Regions from separate parts of the Mus musculus genome. Here region 1 is linked to region 2. The links are chromatin contacts, called in public Hi-C maps. All regions are on one chromosome and are shown on one strand. Each heading gives the region's core, a stretch centred on a gene start, on an enhancer-like site or on the middle of the called end of the contact. The rest is flanking DNA. Distances are from core to core; before and after follow the strand shown.

Evidence for each region. Hi-C and Micro-C count contacts between places; a contact is called where the count stands out from the background.
Region 1: a Hi-C map of group 2 innate lymphoid cells shows a contact between it and region 2, with 2.7 times the contacts expected there. The contact joins two enhancer-like sites. A contact is called at or near these places in 11 of 39 promoter capture datasets (3T3-L1-derived adipocytes, the HPC-7 cell line, cranial neural crest and 5 more), 2 of 15 datasets of contacts at CTCF or cohesin (large pre-B cells and pro-B cells), 26 of 484 Hi-C or Micro-C datasets (B cells, CD4 T cells, the CH12 cell line and 16 more), 8 of 115 datasets of contacts at active chromatin or transcription factors (CD8 T cells, bone marrow-derived dendritic cells, effector CD8 T cells and 5 more) and 5 of 9 other capture datasets (adipose tissue, embryonic stem cells, liver and 2 more).

The regions. Positions count from the first base shown.
Region 1 is chr13:24,678,586-24,683,974 of GRCm38.p6, reverse strand. Ripor2 (RHO family interacting cell polarization regulator 2) reads right to left here. Exons shown (of 23, transcript NM_029679.2): 8 at 3,284-3,347. Among named protein-coding and RNA genes, the nearest start is that of Ripor2, 43 kb to the right of the region's middle. Within about 2 kb of position 1,419, at least 25 of the 459 cell types and tissues checked have an H3K27ac peak or open chromatin away from gene starts, as enhancers often do. A contact at or near this core is called in CD8 T cells, Th2 cells, effector CD8 T cells and 3 more, where this site is marked.
Region 2 is chr13:24,595,794-24,601,429 of GRCm38.p6, reverse strand. It overlaps a transcript of Ripor2 not described here and the pseudogene Gm11346. Among named protein-coding and RNA genes, the nearest start is that of Ripor2, 40 kb to the left of the region's middle. Within about 2 kb of position 1,744, at least 96 of the 459 cell types and tissues checked have an H3K27ac peak or open chromatin away from gene starts, as enhancers often do. A contact at or near this core is called in CD8 T cells, Th2 cells, effector CD8 T cells and 3 more, where this site is marked.

The sequences.
Region 1 (5,389 bases), core at 170-2,669, 83 kb before region 2:
CTATAGTGAGCAGAGTAAGAAATGCCTTTTAGACATGTAAAAATAGTGAGGATCCCACAAGACTGGGGAGTCTCCTGAGCCAGGACTACTGTTGGAGACTGAAACCAGACCTTTAGCTAAGTTATGTTCACAGGTGAGCAGATTTGGAGAGCTAGGCTAAGAACCATAGTTAAGAATTTACAGTGTGAACCTTGTGTGATGACCCTCAGCATAAGAAAATACAACGTTTGTTATACAAACTAAGTATGCCTACCTTATTGCTCGAAACAGTGACTATAACCCTAGCACTCAGTGGGTAGTGAGTGGTAAGAATATCAAGAGTTCAAGGTCAGCTTCAGGTATGTAACAAATACTCAATGAGACCCCATCCAGAAATAAGGAAATGAAAGGGAAGGGAAGGGAAGGGAAGGGAAGGGAAGGGAAGGGAAGGGAAGGGAAGGGAAGGGAAGGGAAGGACGAGACTCTGAGAATTAATGAGGCATAACCCTTTGGACATGTCCATGAGGGTGTTTCCAAGATCTTTAGAAGTTAAGACACACCCTGAATGCAGGCTTGGATATTAAACTGAATAAAACAAACAAACAAACAGGAGTGGTGGTGAGGTGAGCATCAGCATTGTCCTTTTTCTGCTCCTGGTCCTGGGAAATTTAAGGCATCTCAACTGCAGACCCCCACAGCCATGAGCTCTTTTATACCCTCCCGCCATGACCAAGTGTCCCCCACTCAAGCCATAAACTACAACAAACCCTTTCTTCCCAAAGTTCCCTTTTGAATCAGGTATTTGTCATAGAGATGGGAAAAGTAACTTAATGTAGGAGCCAGGACCCCAGGATTCAGCTTTAAGTCTGATGTCAGCTTACTGTGTGGCCTTGGAGACGTCATCTAATGCTTTTTGGCTACTGGTGTCCACACATGAAATGGAAGAAATTATCCCTCTCATCAAAAACAGAAGCATCTGATACCAGTGAACATCAGAAACGGCCTCAGCAGCCCTGTGTTAACACACGTGCTGACCCCAGTCTCTGTGTGCTGGCCTACATGCCCTGGGACGTGGGCAATCCTTGTGTTAACACTGGCAAAGTAACTCTGCTTTGTATGCTTGACTGCAATGAATCAGGCCGCTGACAGAACCATCCTGAAAGTTCAAAGAGACCTCTAGAACCTCCGTCCTGGCTGTGCAGATTCTGAACTGCTGAGAGGGAGCATGGTCCAGAGTGGTTTTGAACCACGAACTCAGGTAGAGACCTTAAGTGGAAGCAAATGGACCTGGAAAGTTAGAAAGATGCAGATGTCCATCACAGGCAAGGCGTTATGTATGTGCTTCACACACTTGCCGGCTGCCTGAGGAGGTCAGAGAGGGTATCAGATCCCCGGGGACTGGAGTTACCAGTGGTTGTAAGCTGCCGTGTAGGCACTGGGAACTGAACCCACATCCTCTTCAACCACTGGTGTTCTTAACTACTATGTCATCTCTCCAGCTCCACCCAGAACTGCTTTTAGAGGGGGTTTCCCCTTTTCACTCTTCTTATCACAGAGAGTGGGTAAGGTAATAATGCCCATTAGCGACCTAAGGATCAAACTGTTAAACAAGCAAACCAACCCAGAGAGAGGACTGCAGGGGCCCAGCTGCTCAGTACAGTTAAATGAGCCAAACATGGGAGAGAAAAGGGCTGGCTGTGATGCCACTGTCCCACGGCCCTGATGGGCACTGTGGACACTGCAGTGTGAGGCTCACCACATCTAGCTAGAGTTTTCCTTTTTCCTTTTGGGCTGCAGGTGCTGTAGCTTAAAGTAACAATGCTCTCGATTCGAACAGACTCACAGCAGCAACATGGGAGTGGAGGGACAAATGAAGTGATTGATGTGGCAGCAAGCCGTGGTGACATGGGTCTGGTGAGACAGGTATGGTGAGATGGGTATGGTGAGACAGGTATGGTGAGATGGGTATGGTGAGACAGGTATGGTGAGATGGGTATGATAAGACAGGTATGGTGAGACGGGTCTGGTGAGACAGGTATGGTGAGACGGGTATGGTGAGATGGGTCTGGTGAGACAGGTATGGTGAGATGGGTATGATAAGACAGATATGGTGAGACGGGTCTGGTGAGACAGGTATGGTGAGACAGGTATGGTGAGATGGGTCTGGTGAGACAGGTATGGTGAGATGGGTATAGTGAGACAGGTAAGGTGAGACAGGTATGGTGAGATGGGTATGGTGAGACAGGTATGGTGAGATGGGTATGATAAGACAGGTATGGTGAGACGGGTCTGGTGAGACAGGTATGGTGAGACGGGTATGGTGAGATGGGTCTGGTGAGACAGGTATGGTGAGATGGGTATGATAAGACAGATATGGTGAGACGGGTCTGGTGAGACAGGTATGGTGAGATGGGTCTGGTGAGACAGGTATGGTGAGATGGGTCTGGTGAGACAGGTATGGTGAGACAGGTATGGTGAGATGGGTCTGGTGAGACAGGTATGGTGAGATGGGTATAGTGAGACAGGTAAGGTGAGACAGGTATGGTGAGGCGGTCCTATAATCCCAGTGCTTGGCCCATCACAGGAGGAGAATTGACTGCCGTGAGTTTGAAACCAGCTTGAATTACACAGAAAGATTTTGTCTTCAAACTAAAAAGAAGATATTCAAAGTAGATAAATAAACAGATGGCTAAATGACAATGTAAAGAGGCTGCCAGGTAATCTAGAAGGCTGGATGGGGGTTTGTGTTAGATTAAAGGGAGCCCAACTGACAGCTAATTATAACACATGGACCTTGTGTGGGTCCTAATTGAAGCAACACAACTCTAGGAAGCATTTGTGAGACAGCTGGGGATATCTGCCAATGAACTAGGTTAATAACAAAGACTTGCTAATTTCATTAGATGCGATAATGGGACAACGGGCTGAGGCACTGCGGTTACATTACGTAAGATGGCCCTATTCTTTCAGAACTGTACTGAAGTTTACAGGTGCTGATCAGTGGAGTGACATACTTGGCTTTTCCTCCTCTGGAGTTTTCTAGTTCATCAAAGGGAAAAGAAAAAGTGGCAAAGCCTTGGTGATTACTGAGTCGTGGGATGGATTCCGAGGTTTGTTGTTTCACTCATCTAATAGACACCATTTTCAAATGCGAAGGCAAGGTACAAGAAGAGACCCATCAAGAAATCATCATGGTGGAAGGCCCAAGAGCAGGCAACCCCATGTCTTTGCAATGACATGCCTTCTCATGAAGCTCTGTGGACGACATGGCACCTTTATCCCTCTCTGAACAAGGACAGATTACCTTTCATCTTGATGGAGAATTCTCCCAGCAGACTCTCCAACTCCGCTTCAATGGCACACATGTTCTGCAAAGAGCATAGGAAATGATGTCAGATCTGCATTCCTCTGCACGGTGGCACAAGACGTCTCGGCAATGATAACATTGAACGAGAGGCATGTTCCTGTCTTCCACGAGTACACAGTACCCGCTGCAGGACAGGCAGCACGACACACCGCTCCGGGTGCATGGGATAGCTGGGGCTTAGGTGGACAAGTTAGATGATATCAAAGTAGTCAGACATCTCTAGAGTGTGGATGTTCTAAGAACAGACTCGGGACTGTACAAAAAGGCATTGTGACAGAGAATCAGCCATGCACACTAAATAGGAAGAGATCCACGCTCCAGGTTAAACATGCTGGGTCAGCTACTCTCTAGTGTGTGCCTGTTTCATAATATCATGTTATATACTATGCATTCATATGTATCTTTTACTTGCTAAATTAAAAACAATTAAGAAAACAGTAATCAGGCTTGGTGGTATGTGCTTGCAATCTCAGTGGAAGGAAGGCAGAGATGTCGCCCTCTGGGGCTTGTGCCTGCAAGCCTAGCCTACTTAGAGAATTCCAGACCAGTGAGAGACCCTGTTCTCAAAACAAACAAACCCCAACAAAATGGATGGTAGCACCCGAGAGGATGAGAGTTGAGGTCTTCCTCAGGTTTCTATACCTGCCTCTCTATATCACACACAGACATGTGTACATACACACACAAAATTTTGGGGAGGAGGAGGGGGGGCGAGGAGTGTAGGAGTTTGAGTCTACCCAAGTAAGGCAGACTTTCAATGTGATGATATGAAGCCCCAGAATGAGCCCCTAGGTTGAGTAAGGGTCCCCTCCTCACTGTGGTGTGAAAGGAACGAGACACTCAAGGTTACAATACCTGATCATACCCATTCTAGCGCCCCAGTATCAGAGGACCTAATGAGAGCAGTTAGAGGTGGACTTCAAGTGTCCTAGCCAGTGTCTCTCTCTCCAGTGAGAGCTCCCTGCAGCTCAGCTGGGGTGAGCCTTACAAGCCTCTCTACTGTAGTAAGCAGCACTGGGCATCTCTGCTTCTGCAAACCTCTTCCTCACGGCCAGCTTTGCTGAGGCTCAGGCCTGGGCAAGTTGCCATTCCGGCAAAAGTGAGGCCACCTAGTGAACACCGACAGGCTCAAGCCTGTTCAGGGAGCTCTAGGAAGTCCGCAGGCTCCGCTTCTTATTTGATTCTTTGTTCGCTCAGCACCTGCCGTCACTCTCGTGGGACATGGGAAGAATGGCGTTTCTCTTTCCTGTAAGAAGCCCTCAGTCCTTCAGAGAGCTGGGCAAAGCAGGGGAGCGTTTGCTCAGGTCTGAGCTCTGAGTAGCTTGAAAGCGTTGAAAGGAGAATCTCAGCACTGCAAGTAGTTTGTTTCCTCAGAGCCTGGGGCCTCTCTGCAAGGGACCAGTTTCGAGACGTACCAGATGTGTCATTAGGCACGTTGGGAATGCTCCTACTGTCTTAAGAACTCAGGGGTCACTAGATTAACGGCTGAAGTCACCCATGGATGCAGCTGGGGATGAACACTGTTCCAAATGAGAAAATACTTAGAGACCCACTCCTGGGGTTGCAGGGTGGATAAAATCACTTAGGGGTTTCAGTGCTTCAAAACTGTAATGCTTATTAGGGCTATGCTGGAGCCTGTAATTTGAGCCTGCTCAAAAAGCAGGAGATGACTCAGTGGTTAAGAGCACAGGCTGTTCTTCCTGAGGACCCACGGTCAGTTCCCAGCACCTATCCTGTGACTCGTTACTACAGTTACGCTATCGCCACAGCTCTCATTTATTTTGAGACATGTTCTTGCTATGTAGTCCTAGCTGGCCTGGTAGTCACTACTGTTCAGTCCAGGATGACCTCAAACTTGCAGTAATCCTCCTGCTTCAGCCTCCGAGTGTTGGGGTTACACTAAGCCCAGCTTACTTTATAAATTTAAAAATATGCTTTGGAAAGTAGGCAAAGAAGGGCCTAATGTTAAATCATGAAAAGAGAAAGACTTATTTGGTTCAAGCAGCCCCGTGGTGCAAACATAAAGGGATCCCAAGACAGATG
Region 2 (5,636 bases), core at 495-2,994:
CCTCCACTTTACTCACTGGGGAAAGGTCTTTCAGTCAAACCCAGGCTCGCAGGGAAACCCAGAGCTTGTGGATACGTCTACTGTTGGGAGCCAGGTTCCTCTGGGACTCTCCCGTCTCTACCTTCTGAGGCTGAAATCACAGTCAGGCCACCACACCCACATGGCATTTACATGGGTTTCTGGGGATCTGAACTCCCATTCTCACACACAGAATTTGCTGGCAAGTGTTTAACCATGGGAACAGTTCTCCAGTCTCACAAGTATTTTATCTATCTATCTATCTATCTATCTATCTATCTATCTATCTATCTAAGAATCAAAGCATGCATATAGGATACAGAGGACATACATTGTGCCACCCCAAGTCCTGGTGCAAGAGGGCTGAACAGACATGTTCTCTTCTAATCAGTCATCCAGCGCATGAGTTGACATGATTTTGTCTGCCAAACATGGGACTAGGAACCTCCAATTTTATTGACAAAGATATTTCTCCCAGGAAAGGGTGCCACTGAAAGCAGCTTACTAAAGAATTCTAAACATGTTTGTAGTGATAATACACTTTTCTCTACCATTTTCTTTCCACCCTTTGCTGTTGTTTGGGGATTCAGCCTCATTTTTGATTTTCCTAGTTATTCCCCCATTTTGATGTAACAAAAGGGAACTAGCCAAGTGTGATAGCACAAACCTGCAATTCCACCAGCTGGCAGACTGTGGTAAGTGAATCTTGAATTTGAGGCTGTCCTGGGCTACACAGTGAGACCCTGTTTCAAAATCTATTTTGGCTGCTTATAGTGGCTCATGTCTATAATCCCAACACTCAGAAGGCTGAAGCAGGAGGATTGTCATGTGTTCAAGGACAGCCTGGGCTACACAGTGAGTTTTTAGGCTAGCCTGGGCTACATAACAAAATCTCCTTAAAAATAAAAAGAAAACAACAAGAACAAAAACTGTTTAATATACACATATGCCTACATGTACATATATGTATGTATATATATGTATGTATATATATATGTATATATATGTGTGTGTATATATGTATATATATATATGTGTATATATGTATATATATGTGTATATATATATATATACACACACACACACACACATACATACATACATTTTTTTCAATGATGGGGATAAAAACTAGAGCTTTATGCATTGTAGGTGAGTATTCTACCACCGAGCCACATTCCTAGCCCTGAAAACTGTAAAATGCTTAATAGACAAACATATATATACATTACAAATGCTCTGAGGAAATACTGCCCATAAGCACTCATACAATATTTTGGTGGTAGCTATTTCCAGCATTGGCTTTGGCAATTTCTGAGCATAATTTCCACTGGTCTTCTATGCACAGTAGCCATTTTGGAGGGCACAATCTAGTTCTCTTTTCTGCACAGCACTGGAAAGAGGGCACATGGGAACGGAACTTGTGGTGAAGGCCACCTTGCCACAGAGCGACCCCGCCCTGCCTACCTTCCTCTGGATCTAGTAGTAAATAGTTGTGTATGGTAAATACAGATTCTGCAGTGAGCATTGCCACATCGCTATCTCTAATGGAATGAACCGGATTGTAAAATTTACACCTCTTTTGAAATGCGATGAAGCAACAGAGTTCAGAAATAGGAAGCACACAGTCGCTGGACCACATTGTGCTCTTTTGCACAATGTGCAGGAGCCAACATGAGAAAGCTACCGCAGAGGAAACAGCACAGCTGAGGCTGCAGGCTGTGTGGTCGGAAAGGTGCGGGCAGGAGTGATGCCCCACCCTTCCAGCATCCTCCTGTTGTCGCTCTCAGCCTCTTCAACCCTGCATTATTCTTTTCTCCCCACCATCCTTTCAACATTCACTGGGCACCCAGCCCTGGATTCTGATGACAGTACTCAGAGTGACATGCTGATGGAGACTAAAGAGGAGTTCTGACCAGGGGCCCTGATTTGCAGTGTGTACTAATGTCTATAGCATGCATACTTTCTCTATTAATTTCAAAGAAACCTAGCCTTGCTGAACACAAATCTGGGTAGGGTTACTGTACTGGGTGTACAGTAGCTCACCACTTGATGGTGTCTCTACCATTGCACTTTACAATACAATATTAATGCTAATGAAGGCGCACTTTTGTGTGAGAAACAGGAATATCCATCTCTTGGTTTTTAGGTTCCAGTGTAGTAAGTGGAGACTGATGGGTATCAGACATTATGTAGCATCGTTTTAAATCTTATTTATTCATTTCTACATTTGTAGAATTTAATTTTCAATCATGGTTATTTTAACAAAAGAGCTCACACTATTTCTTTAATTTTTACAATTGCCCCAAATAGCCGTGCCCACCCTGAATGGAGTTCTGTCTGACCCAGGAAGGTTCCAGCCATGTCAAGCAAGGAACAGAAGGCCATGAAGTAAAGTGCCAAGTGCCCGAGGGTAGATAAGACCCTCCATCAGAAGACTCCAAGAACCGAGATGCAGTCAACCCTGCGGACAATCCAGTAGTTGGTACCAGTGAGATGGGCAGTCATTGCTCAGATTCAGATGTGCAAGAGGCCCCGAGCCTGTTCAGAAGAGGATGCAGGATTTCTAAGGTGATGCTACTTAGTTTCTTATGGAAAAGAGGAAGCAGTTTGAAAAGGATGTAAATGCCTCTTTCAGAAACCTGAATGAAAGCCTCCAGGGTATTCTGAAAGCTCAGCAGAAGTCAAGGCAGGAGCTTGAGTCTGTGTACTGTGAAAGGTATGGGTCCCTATACCAGAAGTGTCTAGATGAGGTGGGCAGCACAAGGGGCCAAGAAGAACACCTCGGTTTTATAACAGCAGCAAATGAAGATTTTACAGACAGGTATAGCAGATCATGAAACCAAGCTTGAAAATACTGAAGATATGTCTGACACATTTTTGAAGAAAGCCAACGACTTGAGTAAACATCGCAGACCCCTTTTTGGCAGTCAGCAAACAAATGTAGAGAAGGAAATCTCGAAGGTACAGGGCAGAGTTACCATGGAAACTCAAGAACAAGATGTATCTGTTGTTGAAAGGTACCTTCAGTCCCTGATCCTTGACCACTCTGAAGCTCACACATAGGGTGCACAGGGAAGAGAGCATCAGCCATGCTAGAAGACATTAGTAGTCGCCAGTGCGGCTCCTTTCTCTTTACTCTGTTTGTTACAGTTGAGACTGAGACTCTGTTAACCATTAAGTGAAGCCCCAGCAGTCCTGTGAGAAGCAACAGCTAAGTGTGGAACATCCAGGACCATGACAGCAAGAGAGATACATTCTGCAGTGTGGCAATTACATTTTGGAAACAAATGTCATTTGATTTTGTGGTTGGTTCTCTGTCTCTTCCCTAAAGTGAGTGTTACCTTACTTATTTTAGGAAGAAGTGAATAAAGATAGGACCTGTAAAAAAAAAAAAAAAAAAACCCAAAAACCCAAAACAACAACAACAATCCAAAACCAAAATCCAAATAAACAAACAAAAAACATGGCTGGCAAGATGGCTCAAAGGGTAAGAGCACTGATTGCTCATCCGAAGATCCTGAGTTCAAATCCCAGCAACCACATGGTGGTTCACAACCATCGGTAATGAGATCTGACACCCTCTTCTGGTGTGTCTGAAGACAGCTACAGTGAACTCATATATAATAATCAATAAATTTTTGGGCCTGAGCGGTCAGAGTCGACTGGAGTGAACGGGGCTAAGCAGGACTGACCAGAGCAAGTAGAGGTCCCAAAATTCAATTCCCAACAACCACATGAAGGCTCATAACCATCTGTATAGCTGCAGTATACTCATATACATAAAATAAGTAAATTGATTAAAAAAGAAAAACAATTGCCCCTTATAAGTAGGTCTGGACAGGATTCCAGCATTGTAGTGGACAAAAATTGAGCATGAGGTCTGCTCCCTGAAAGCTTTAAGAAGACATATGACCCAGGTGAACGGTAGTAGTCATAGAGTTGATGTGGGTGTACCATAGAAGGAAGTGCTGGGCACATTCATTGGTTGACTAGATTGCTTCATCTTCCCATTCCCCATGTCATACTGAAAGCTCTAGTCCCCTAGTTATGGCTATATCTGGAATATGAAAGTAAAGGTAAACGAAGTCCTAAGGCTGGGGTGGGGTGGGTCCCTGATCTAATGCAACTAGTGTCCTTGTACAAGGATATGCCAGAGAGCTCCATCTTTAAAGCATACACCAGGAAGTAGGGCAGCTGAGGGCAAGAAGGGAGCCCTCACAGAATCCACTGTGATGTGTTTCAGTTCATGCAATGCCAAAATATGGCACTGTGGCATTTAAAGAAACAGCTCAGTCTGAGGAAGATGAGTTCTGGCTGGGAAAATAGCCTGTGATAGGGACTGCCCGGCTTGTATGAAAGCTCTAGCTACAGCCCCTTAGTACTGAAAAATAAAACCAACAACAACAAAGGTGAACTGGGTTGGTTTCACCTTCCCCTTGTCCTTCTCCAAAGCCAACATAAGACCCCCGCTGAGAAGTCCGTTCTCTGCACAAGAAGGAATGTTCTTCTATTTATAAGGAAGATCTACTTATTGTACTTATAGGAATATACTGTAGCTGTCTTCAGACAAACCAGAAGAGGGCATCAGATCCCATTACAAGTAGCTGTGAGCCACCATGTGGTTGCTGGGAATTGAACTCAGGACCTCTGGAAGAGCAGTCAGTGCTCTTAACCACTGAGCCATCTCTCCAGTCTGAATGCTCTTATTTTTTACAGACACAGAGAAACTCAACACTCAGCTACCCCAGCTCCCAGCGTAAATCAGACTTCTCTTACCCAATCACCTCTCTGTTCAGCTCTTCATCAGTCCATAGCATAAGTAGGCACAGGTTTCTCTGTTTTAGAACAAAGAGTTTTCATTCCTGAAAACCCTTGTGTCCTGTAGGGCTTATATTAAGTTCATTTGAGTGTTTTTCTCTAGTTCTTCTGTCTCTGTATACAGGGGTCTCAGCTATGAACTTAAACAAGATGGGAGGGGGGAAAAGGATCTTTTCCTGTCCATCTGAAGCCTTGATCTTGGATTAGAACATTAAGCACCATGAAAAAATAAACCTTTGCTGTCTAAGTTGCCTGGGCAGTGGTTATATTGTTAAGATAGCTTTAGCACACACAGAGTGCCAGAATGAAATGCCCTTGAGGAAAGACTGGCAAGTTAGATCAAATACCAGCTAACACACAGAGTGGCTGCTCTGCACTCGGCAGGTAGCCCCTCCCTATTCAGCAGGTAGCCCCTCCCTACTCAAGCTTTTTTGCATCTGAAGCTACTAACATCTGGTATAATTGCATCCTTGGCAGAGTGGGCAAAAAGAAGTCTTACATTAGAACCCAGAGTCAGCAACCCAGAGGAGGCAAGGACCGGGAGAATGGAGCTGTTCCATGCAACATACTGAACGATGCAGGCCCAGTTCCTCTCAGTGATTTCCTTTGGCAATGCAATGAATAGAATAAGTTAGAGTAGTGACATGCCCAGGGATCACAACATTGAGAACAAGGACAAAGCCTGAGAACGTCTTTGGGATGCCTTTGAGTGGCTGTGGATACATTGAATTCTTCCTAATGGAGACATATTTAACCAAGTAGTAAAATATTATTGAGTTTGATCACGCCTAGTCTGGTTG